2 separate regions of the Zea mays genome follow, and region 2 is linked to region 1. The links are chromatin contacts, called in public Hi-C maps. All regions are on one chromosome and are shown on one strand. The core of a region is the stretch at or near the end of the contact, and the rest is flanking DNA. Distances in the headings are between cores, read along the strand shown.

The links. A called contact is a pair of places that touch in the nucleus more often than the background predicts.
Region 2: a Hi-C map of leaf shows a contact between it and region 1, with 7 times the contacts expected there. The contact joins the promoter of LOC100275628 here to the enhancer-like site in region 1. A contact is called at or near these places in 2 of 25 Hi-C or Micro-C datasets (ear and leaf).

What each region holds. Positions count from the first base shown.
Region 1 is chr1:304,817,661-304,821,929 of Zm-B73-REFERENCE-NAM-5.0, forward strand. LOC100272250 (putative protein kinase superfamily protein) reads left to right here. Exons shown (of 18, transcript NM_001146745.1): 18 at 1-240. Among protein-coding and RNA genes, the nearest start is that of LOC100272250, 8.0 kb to the left of the region's middle. Within about 2 kb of position 1,676, at least 18 of the 20 cell types and tissues checked have an H3K27ac peak or open chromatin away from gene starts, as enhancers often do. A contact at or near this core is called in ear and leaf, where this site is marked.
Region 2 is chr1:304,922,656-304,926,772 of Zm-B73-REFERENCE-NAM-5.0, forward strand. It overlaps LOC100275628 (Arginine decarboxylase), which reads right to left and starts at 1,534. Exons shown (of 3, transcript NR_158547.1): 1 at 1,422-1,534; 2 at 1-614.

The DNA of each region.
Region 1 (4,269 bases), core at 426-2,925:
TCCAGCTTCTCGCTGTATACACACTATCTTGAATAAAGTGTTGCCAGTAGAGGAAATGTATATACAGTTCGTTCGTAGCTCTTGAGCTTCTTTCTTTCTAGAGTACCTCTTTTTTTTTAATCGTCTGTTCATATTCCACACCACTCCTATGTAAATAACGGCATGCATGATAATCTCTCTCCCAAAAACAAACAATTTTGTTTGTACGCCGGCTGCTTTGATTTTAGAAAACTTTAAAACAGATACAGTATTTGCAATACTTCAGTTTTAAAAACAAAGATTTTAGAGCAGCTCCAAAAGAGCACAAAATTTGTTCCTAAAATCTTTATCAGCATAGTTGGAAAATAAAATCCATTTAGAGCTAGTTTGACAACCCTATTTTTCTAAAAGTTTTTTATTTTCTCATATAAAATTATTTCATTTTCTTTTGAGAAAATGATAATTATTTACAAAAATAGAGTTGCTAAACTAATCCTAAAAATATGTTATCTCACAGCAGACTAAAAACTTGTCCCTAGAAAGATTTAAAAGGGACATGGGCCAATAGATGTTGTACTGGGCCAGTACGTACGCACTGCTGTTCTTGGTTTTGTGCAAACGCCTTCATCCAGTGTCCAGCAACAAACAAGAAAAAAGCGCGTCAGGGGAGAATGGCGTCGTGAGATGAGTTTTCGCCCTTAAAATACCTTTGGGATTAGTTTTGGTCATTTGTTCAAGTTGCTCTTAGCTAGCTTATCAAATACCATTTTGTATATAATACTATAGTATTCAAAAATACTACAATATTTTTTAAAACTGTAAACAAAACTTCACTACTAAACACTCCCTTAAATTTTGTAATGTAAGTAGTGCGACGTCTTAGAGACTAGTCAACCCCTTTGAGAGTTAGTAAAAGGGCGCGTACCGCCTAGCACTAATAGTAGCACGAGAAATCAATCCTACATAGGCCCTGTTTGGTTTGAGGTGACTAAAATTTAGTCACTATTAGTCCCTAAACAATTAAACATGGTGACTAAAGTGGAGTGACTAAATTTTAGTTCTTTAGTCACCAAGGGGTAATTAAAAGTGGCTAAAGTAGTATTTTTACCTTATTTGTCCTCTCTACTTTCTTCTTATAGCAAACATTCATTAATTAATAGGGGTAAAACAGTCATTATTCATAGCAATTAATGTTCTTTAGTCCGGTTTAGTCATTGAAACCAAACAGGGTACTTTAGGGACTAAACTTTAGTCATTAAAATTTAGTCTAATGACTAAAAAAACCAAACAGGGCCATAGTACATATGACGTCGTTGATTTTTTTTTTGAAAATTTTGACCACTTATCTTGTTCAACAAAAAATCTAGAATATTATTTATTCCGAATTCTCTCTACTCCGCATTTAGAAAAGCTCACTTTGCGCATTTAGAAATCAAACCCCTTTGACAAAAAATTATCTATTTAGTCAGATTCTCTTTATATTCGGATTCTTAGAAAAGCTCATTAGAAAAAAAAAACTGAATAAATAGGCCTATAGTGCAACAGCATGCAAAAAAAAATTGCATTTGCATTTTGCGCGACGACGTGGATGCTGTCGGCTCGGTCACGTATTTTTTTGCGCGTTCTCTCTACTCCGCGGGAGCCGGGAGATGATCCGTATGCGCATCCGCGAGCTGCTATACGCGTTCACTTTTTTCATTGTGCAAACAAACGTCGTGGCACGTGCGATGCACATGCAGATCCGCGAACCGCTGGACACAAGTATAGATGTATACAAAAGTCCATCCTGAAGCATGTTTTTTAGCCTCATACGTAGGTACGGCCCGTTTTTATAGGGGACTAGGCTGGACCGACACGAATAAGCAGACTGGATTTAAATAGAAACTAAGTACGGTAGGCTAGCCTGACACGATCCGTTTACCTCTAAACCTATTAAATCTGATTTTTGAACTAAACTGTACTTACCGGACCGTTTAGCCTATTATGGCCCGGTTTTTTCGTGCTTAACAGGCTGGCCCGGCCCGTTTAGACCCGCAATCGGCTGGACTTGGACAGGGAAACGAGCCCACGAGCTTAGACGGTCCGGCCTAATTTCCTAACCGTGTCTAGCGGGCCAGGCCCTAAACGGGCCAGGGTTCACTGGGCCGGACTGAGCAGCCCGTTTGATCATCTCTAGACACAAGGGTGTTTGTTTTAGCTTAAAATCATGTTTTGATCGTTGGACTCTCGATTCTGTCAGTCAAACATTCCGCTTCTCGGTTTATTAAACACAACAAATCAATGTAAATGTAGAATCTATCGAGTCGTCGTGATGAGAGGAATTCATCACTTCCTAAATCCTAAACCCTATAGACTCCTTTATCTGTCCCGCCTGTAAATTTCAAGATATTTAGATTTTTCATGACAGCTAGACTATCTATGAATCGAGATTCTCAGAAAAGTTTTAGAAAATGTACTCGTAGCCTAAGGGATGTTTGGTTTTTAGAGACTAATCTAAGTTCATTCATTTTATTATATTTTAATATCTAAATTGTAAAATACAGAAACTAACATATTTAGCAATTTAGATACTAAAATAAAATAAAATATATGGATTAAACATTAGCCACGGCGAACCAAACACCAGAGGATGTCGCAGTAGCACGAGCTCGCTGACTGCTAGGTCCATCACGCTCAATAAACATGCCTGTGCGGCGGCGGCGGCCCCCATTCCTCTATGTGCGGAGGCCGACGGGCACGCAACCGTCGTTGGTGTGGTGTGGTGTGGTCTGGTCTGTCTCCGTTGCACTGTTGAGCTTGCTCGGCGGGCCGGTTTCCAGAGCCAAGAGGCTCCGAGCAAGAGCAAGAACGATCGGAGAAGGCGAGGACAGCCTCGCTCGCTGGCTGGCACTTGGGTGGCACAGCTAGGCGAAGATGCTACTGAGTACCGTCGGCGTTGTCATCACAGCTTTCTAAATCTATGACCCGAACTCTACGGTCAGTAGCAGCGGCGCAAGAAAGATAATTCCTCTATCCTAATTTATAATTTATTTGACTTTTTAAATCTTAACTTTAACAGTTTGTCTTATTCAAAAATTTATGAAATAACAAAAAATCTATTTTGCATTTATTATCAAATATACTTTACATATAACTTAACTTTTTTTCATTTTATATTTTTTAATAAGATGAGTGATCAAATTTAAGGTTGAAAATGTCAAATGGGTTATAATTTGAAACAGAAGGATTTTAAAATACCTATTGTTGAGACTTGTTCTCAATGCTATGGGTTAAGAACAAGACAACACAAATGTTAATAGTTAAAAACCTTCGTTCTTCGAAGCATTATCTCCCTCGGGATATAATAATCTTCAGACGAAGGTTATGAAGGACATATTTTCATCATCTCAATAGGTAATAATGAAAGTAGAAACATATGAAACATGAAAAGAACATGGAATAATCACATTAAATCATCATATTATTATTTATGTTCTTATTATTTAATCATGAACAAACATTAATGATATTGATTACATTTGTACCTTCGGCTTGATAGAAGGTAAAAATCCAAGAGCGATGTGCAGATGATTACCAATCAGCGTAAACATGACACAAATTATCATGAACTGAACAAACTTTTCCTCTTTAAGTCGGTGTCGCCCTTCATCTCAAGGCGTGTCATCATGCCGAAGCTCCCTGGATTGTAGCTTTGGCATATACCTTCGTGTTATGTCTGCTTGCATATCGTCCTGTCGAAGGTGTTTTTGTTTAGAGGAACTTCGACGAAAAAAAGACCCCAACACCTATTTATCTGTGTAAATATAGAGATAGAAGATAATAATGACATATCTTTTCTCTTCTCATGGTAGTATTCGTTATAAGGAGGTGCATATTTATTACATATAAACGGATAGATCCCTTCAGGAGTATATTTAATATTAACCCCACATAACGCTTCATAGAGTTTCTTAGCACTCCTTGAATGAATACCACAACTAACTTAGTGGACAACTATAGAAAGGGTGCATAATATCACTCCATGCATTATACTTGTTGTCTTGTTAAAACCCATATATGAGAAACTTTAGAAAAATCAAAAATGGAAAAAAGAGTCCATTGATTATCTTCACGACAATTACAACCTTCAGGATTAAATAGTAAGGATTAACATTTAGGGGGTGTCCTCCTTTTGGGTCATGCATGTCTCTTAAATACCTCATCTACATATCTTAAACACACCTTTGAATGTGGCTGCAGACAAGGAGTTAGTAAATAAAATAGTGATATCTATCATTACAAGATTGACTC
Region 2 (4,117 bases), core at 284-2,783, 100 kb after region 1:
GGTAGGTGGGTGAAGTAACAAGAACAGCGCCTACCCTCTTCCCATCCTCCTCCAGCTCTTTTACTGCTTCATCCAGCTGCAGCGGGGTGATACCACCAGCAATGTCCCACCCAGAATTATATTCTGGTATTATGTATTTAGGCACCACACCAGACAAGACCAGCGCAGAGATCACTGAAAGGTGGCAGTTCCGTGGCACAATGAGGTAGTCGCCAGGAGAACAGGTAGCCATCACTGAGGCCTGGATTCCACAGGTCGTTCCGTTGACAAGGAACCAAGTTTTAGATGACCCAAACAGTTGAGCTGCTCGCCTCTGGGCATCTAGAATCACACCTTTTGGGGAGAAGAGATCATCGAGCTCGGGTAGCTCGGGCAAGTCATGCAGAAATGCCCCTGAGCCAATGAGTTTCGACAAGGAAGATGGAGCAGCTTTTCCTCTGTTGTGTCCTGGGAAGTGAAAGCAGGAAACATCTTGTCTGGCAGTTAATTGCAGTGCACAGACCAGAGGGGCAGTACAATCTTGAACAAGCCCCGAGGATCCAGATGATGAAGGTCCAGTTCCAGATATTGCTGGTGTGCTCGATGCAGTGCCACACTGAACAACAGCACTTCGTCTGGAAGACTCCTAGGAGGCAGGAAATTTTATAGTCACATAGAACACAATAAATAGTTCAAATGAACATAAAAATAAGTTTATGTTCATTTTCCAGAGTTAATGATACTAAGAAGATATTCATATTCTAGTCATGGGATATTCTTGCAGAGAAACTTTTTTTAAAACGCGAATGGCAGGAGCTCTGCTTATATTTACAAGTGAACGAGACGTAATCATTCTTGCAGACAAACTAAAGAGCATATGTTAAATAAAATTTGTGTTCAAAGGGGGAATAAGATACTAATGAAATAAATCTACTGTAAAGTGTCACCATTCACGCACTAAAACTGAACACAGACACAGCATACACTCAATGAGATTGGAACGGCAGTCATAGCTTCAGGAGAGAATGTGAAGGTACCCGTATAGTTTGGGGCCACACTTAAAAGTTAAATGGCCAAATTCGTTATTAGCTCTCCGATTGACACAATCAAAAATCCATAATAGGAACAGTAAACCCACGAACTCGAGGTGCTTTGGTGGTTCACAATCTAAGGACAGCTTCAGAGCAATTCCACAAACAAGTTGTGGGAGTTCCGTCGGCAATCCTTCAACTTCAAGGACGCTCCCCGAAACCACCGATTCTAGAGTTGGACACGCGGAACGGAAACACCACCGCGCATCACCACGAAACCCCACTGAAAATCTAGAGTACTGGGAACGAACAAGAACTGGCGGGTTCCAGAATAAACTACTAAAATCATTCATGAGGACGAAGGCAATGGCAGCCAGGTGCAGAGCCGGTTCTGAGCAGGAGGACATTTACCCAGTCCGGCGGGGGCAACACGCGAAGGTGACGGGAGGGCAGCTGCCGGCAACGCAGCGAGCCATGACTGGTCACTGGTGACTGCTGCGCCCTGCTTCCCTCAGACGGCGAGCTGGACGGAGGGGAAGGGGACCCGATTGTGGTGCTGGGCAGCTGGGGATAACGTTCCCTGATCGATGCAAACTTGGCCCGGCCCAACTTTATGGAATTCTAGAGCCCATGTTTCCGTTGGAAGTGGAGAATTCAGTGAACGGAACGGCCGTTTGGATTCTTTTATTTTAAATGAATTAGAATATATATGTATGATGGATTAAGCTATTTGGTTTAAAAATCAATATTTTATATTTTTAAACAAAATAAATATAATTTGTCTTAAATTAATAGAAACTGAAAAATAAAAAATAATTCTATAGATCCTCATATTATATGTTTAATCTATAATCTACAGCACGTTTTTAGCTCAGTTCCGTACATTAACTCCATGGATTAGTTGCTACTACACGTTGTCTGACGGTCTTTGTTATTTCATCTCGACTAGTTTGCCAAGAACAGATTACTGGCTGGCAGCTTAATTTGGTATGTTTAGCCTCATTGATACTGCTCTGACTCATTTAAAAATGGCTTTAGTTCTGACTCCTCTATAGGAGCAGCTTCTCCACAAGAGTCACTGTTTTTTTGTTTGCAAATCGTTTGGCAATGCGGTTCCTCTATTTTTTTATTTGGCGTATGACTCAAATGCGTGCACTAACCTTGTTCAAACAATTGCACAAACCATCCTTGTAAAGAGGATGGGTATGTCCTACTTAATGATGATCATTGGTACATTGTGTTAGGATTTATGAGCTAGACCCAATTGAGAAATTCAAATAAATCTCAGGAAAATCTCAAAAGCCCATTTAAGTGTATGGCTAGGGAATGGTGGAACCAATAGCACCATATTGCTAGCTCTAGTGGAGTAGAGCTAGTTTAAATATGGAAGCCACACTCACTCACCAAGTCATGGATGAGAGGAGAGAGTGTGGAGAGCTACACGCGCGTGCTCGCCTAGGCGGGGCGAAGGGCGCGGGCGCACGACATGCGCGTGAATGGTTTGCCAAAATCCGGCCCCTCGCTTTGTGGGGGCGCGACCTCCTTTTGCCGTTTGAATTTTTGGTTGCTTGGCTGTTAAGTTTAGAATCCTAACTGAACGCGAGATTTTCGCGGGCGGATAAGATTGAAGAGAGCTATCTGGTCGCGGACTCGGCCCTATAAAAGGCGCCTGGCAGCCAGCATCCAATTCATCCCAGTTTTCGCTTTCGCCTCTCTTCACAGCTGAGCCGCCTTCCAGTTCTCTTCATCCCGACCGCAGACGTGCATCTGCGATCAGGAGAGTAGGTCTCCAGAACCCTTTGTCTTCTAGATCCTGCACTGGGAGAGGGCGAATAAGGTTTTTGGGAAGCGTCCCCACGCGACTGCTTGACCCTGCTGATTCCGGCCCACGCCATCAACCAGTATGTCTGATCAGTACGCACCATCTGATTTGACTTTTTACTTCAGTTCTTCTCATTTGTTTATGATTTATATTCAGAATTTAATCTGGAATTTGTCTAATTACTCAACAATCCAAAAACCTTATTGTAGACAATTTTCTAGTTTTTCTATGAATGCTTTTGCCGACACGCTGAAGCCAGAAAAGTTCAATGGTATGCACTTTAAGAGATGGCAAGTCAAGGCTACGCTCTGGCTTACTGCTATGAATGTCTTCCATGTTAGTAAAGGCAAACCTGAGGGTCCACAGACTCCTGAACAGGAGAAAGAGTACGACCATGCCAATACTATCTTTACGGGAGCCGTTCTTAGCGCCCTTCTTGATCGTCTGCTTGATGCGAATATTCAGCACACAGACGGGAAAGAGTTGTGGGATGCACTTACTACTAAGTATGGTGCATCAGATGCTGGCAGTGACCTGTATATCATGAAGAGCTTTCATGATTATAAGATGGCTGATAATCGCTCTATTGTATAGCAAGCTCATGAAATACAGTGTATAGCCAAGGAGCTCGACCACCTTAAGATAGTCCTTCCTGACCGATTTGTGGCTGGATGCATTATTGCAAAGTTGCCTTCTTCATGGAGGAACTTCGCCACATCTCCGAAACATAAGAGACAGGAGATATCAGTTGAAAATCTGATAGCGTCTCTGGATGTTGAGGAGAAAGCTCGGGCTAAGGACATGAGATCTAAAGGAGGCGAGGGCCACTCTAGCGCTAACATGGTTCAAAGGAACCACAACAAGGGCAAAGGAAAGCCAAAATCTAACAAGCCCAACAAAACTACCAACTTCAAGAAGAAGAAGAACAAGGCTGAACTGACATGTTTCGCATGTGGCGAGGCGGGTCATTTTGCCAAGGATTGTCCTGATCGAGCGGATCGCCGTGGCAAAAAAGGGCAATGTCAACACAGTGATCGCTAGCAATGAGGATGACAAAGGGTATGGTAATTTACCTTTCATCTTCTCAGTATTTCAATCACCTAGTTGGTGGCTTGATACTGGTGCTGATGTTCATGTGTGTTCTGACATTAACTTGTTCTCTTCTTATCAGGGTGCCCGGGATTCTTCTGTCCTAATGGGGAATGGGTCACATGCTTTTGTTCATGGCACTAGCACGGTGGATCTGAAGTTTACTTCGGGAAAGATCGTGTAGCTGAAGAACGTG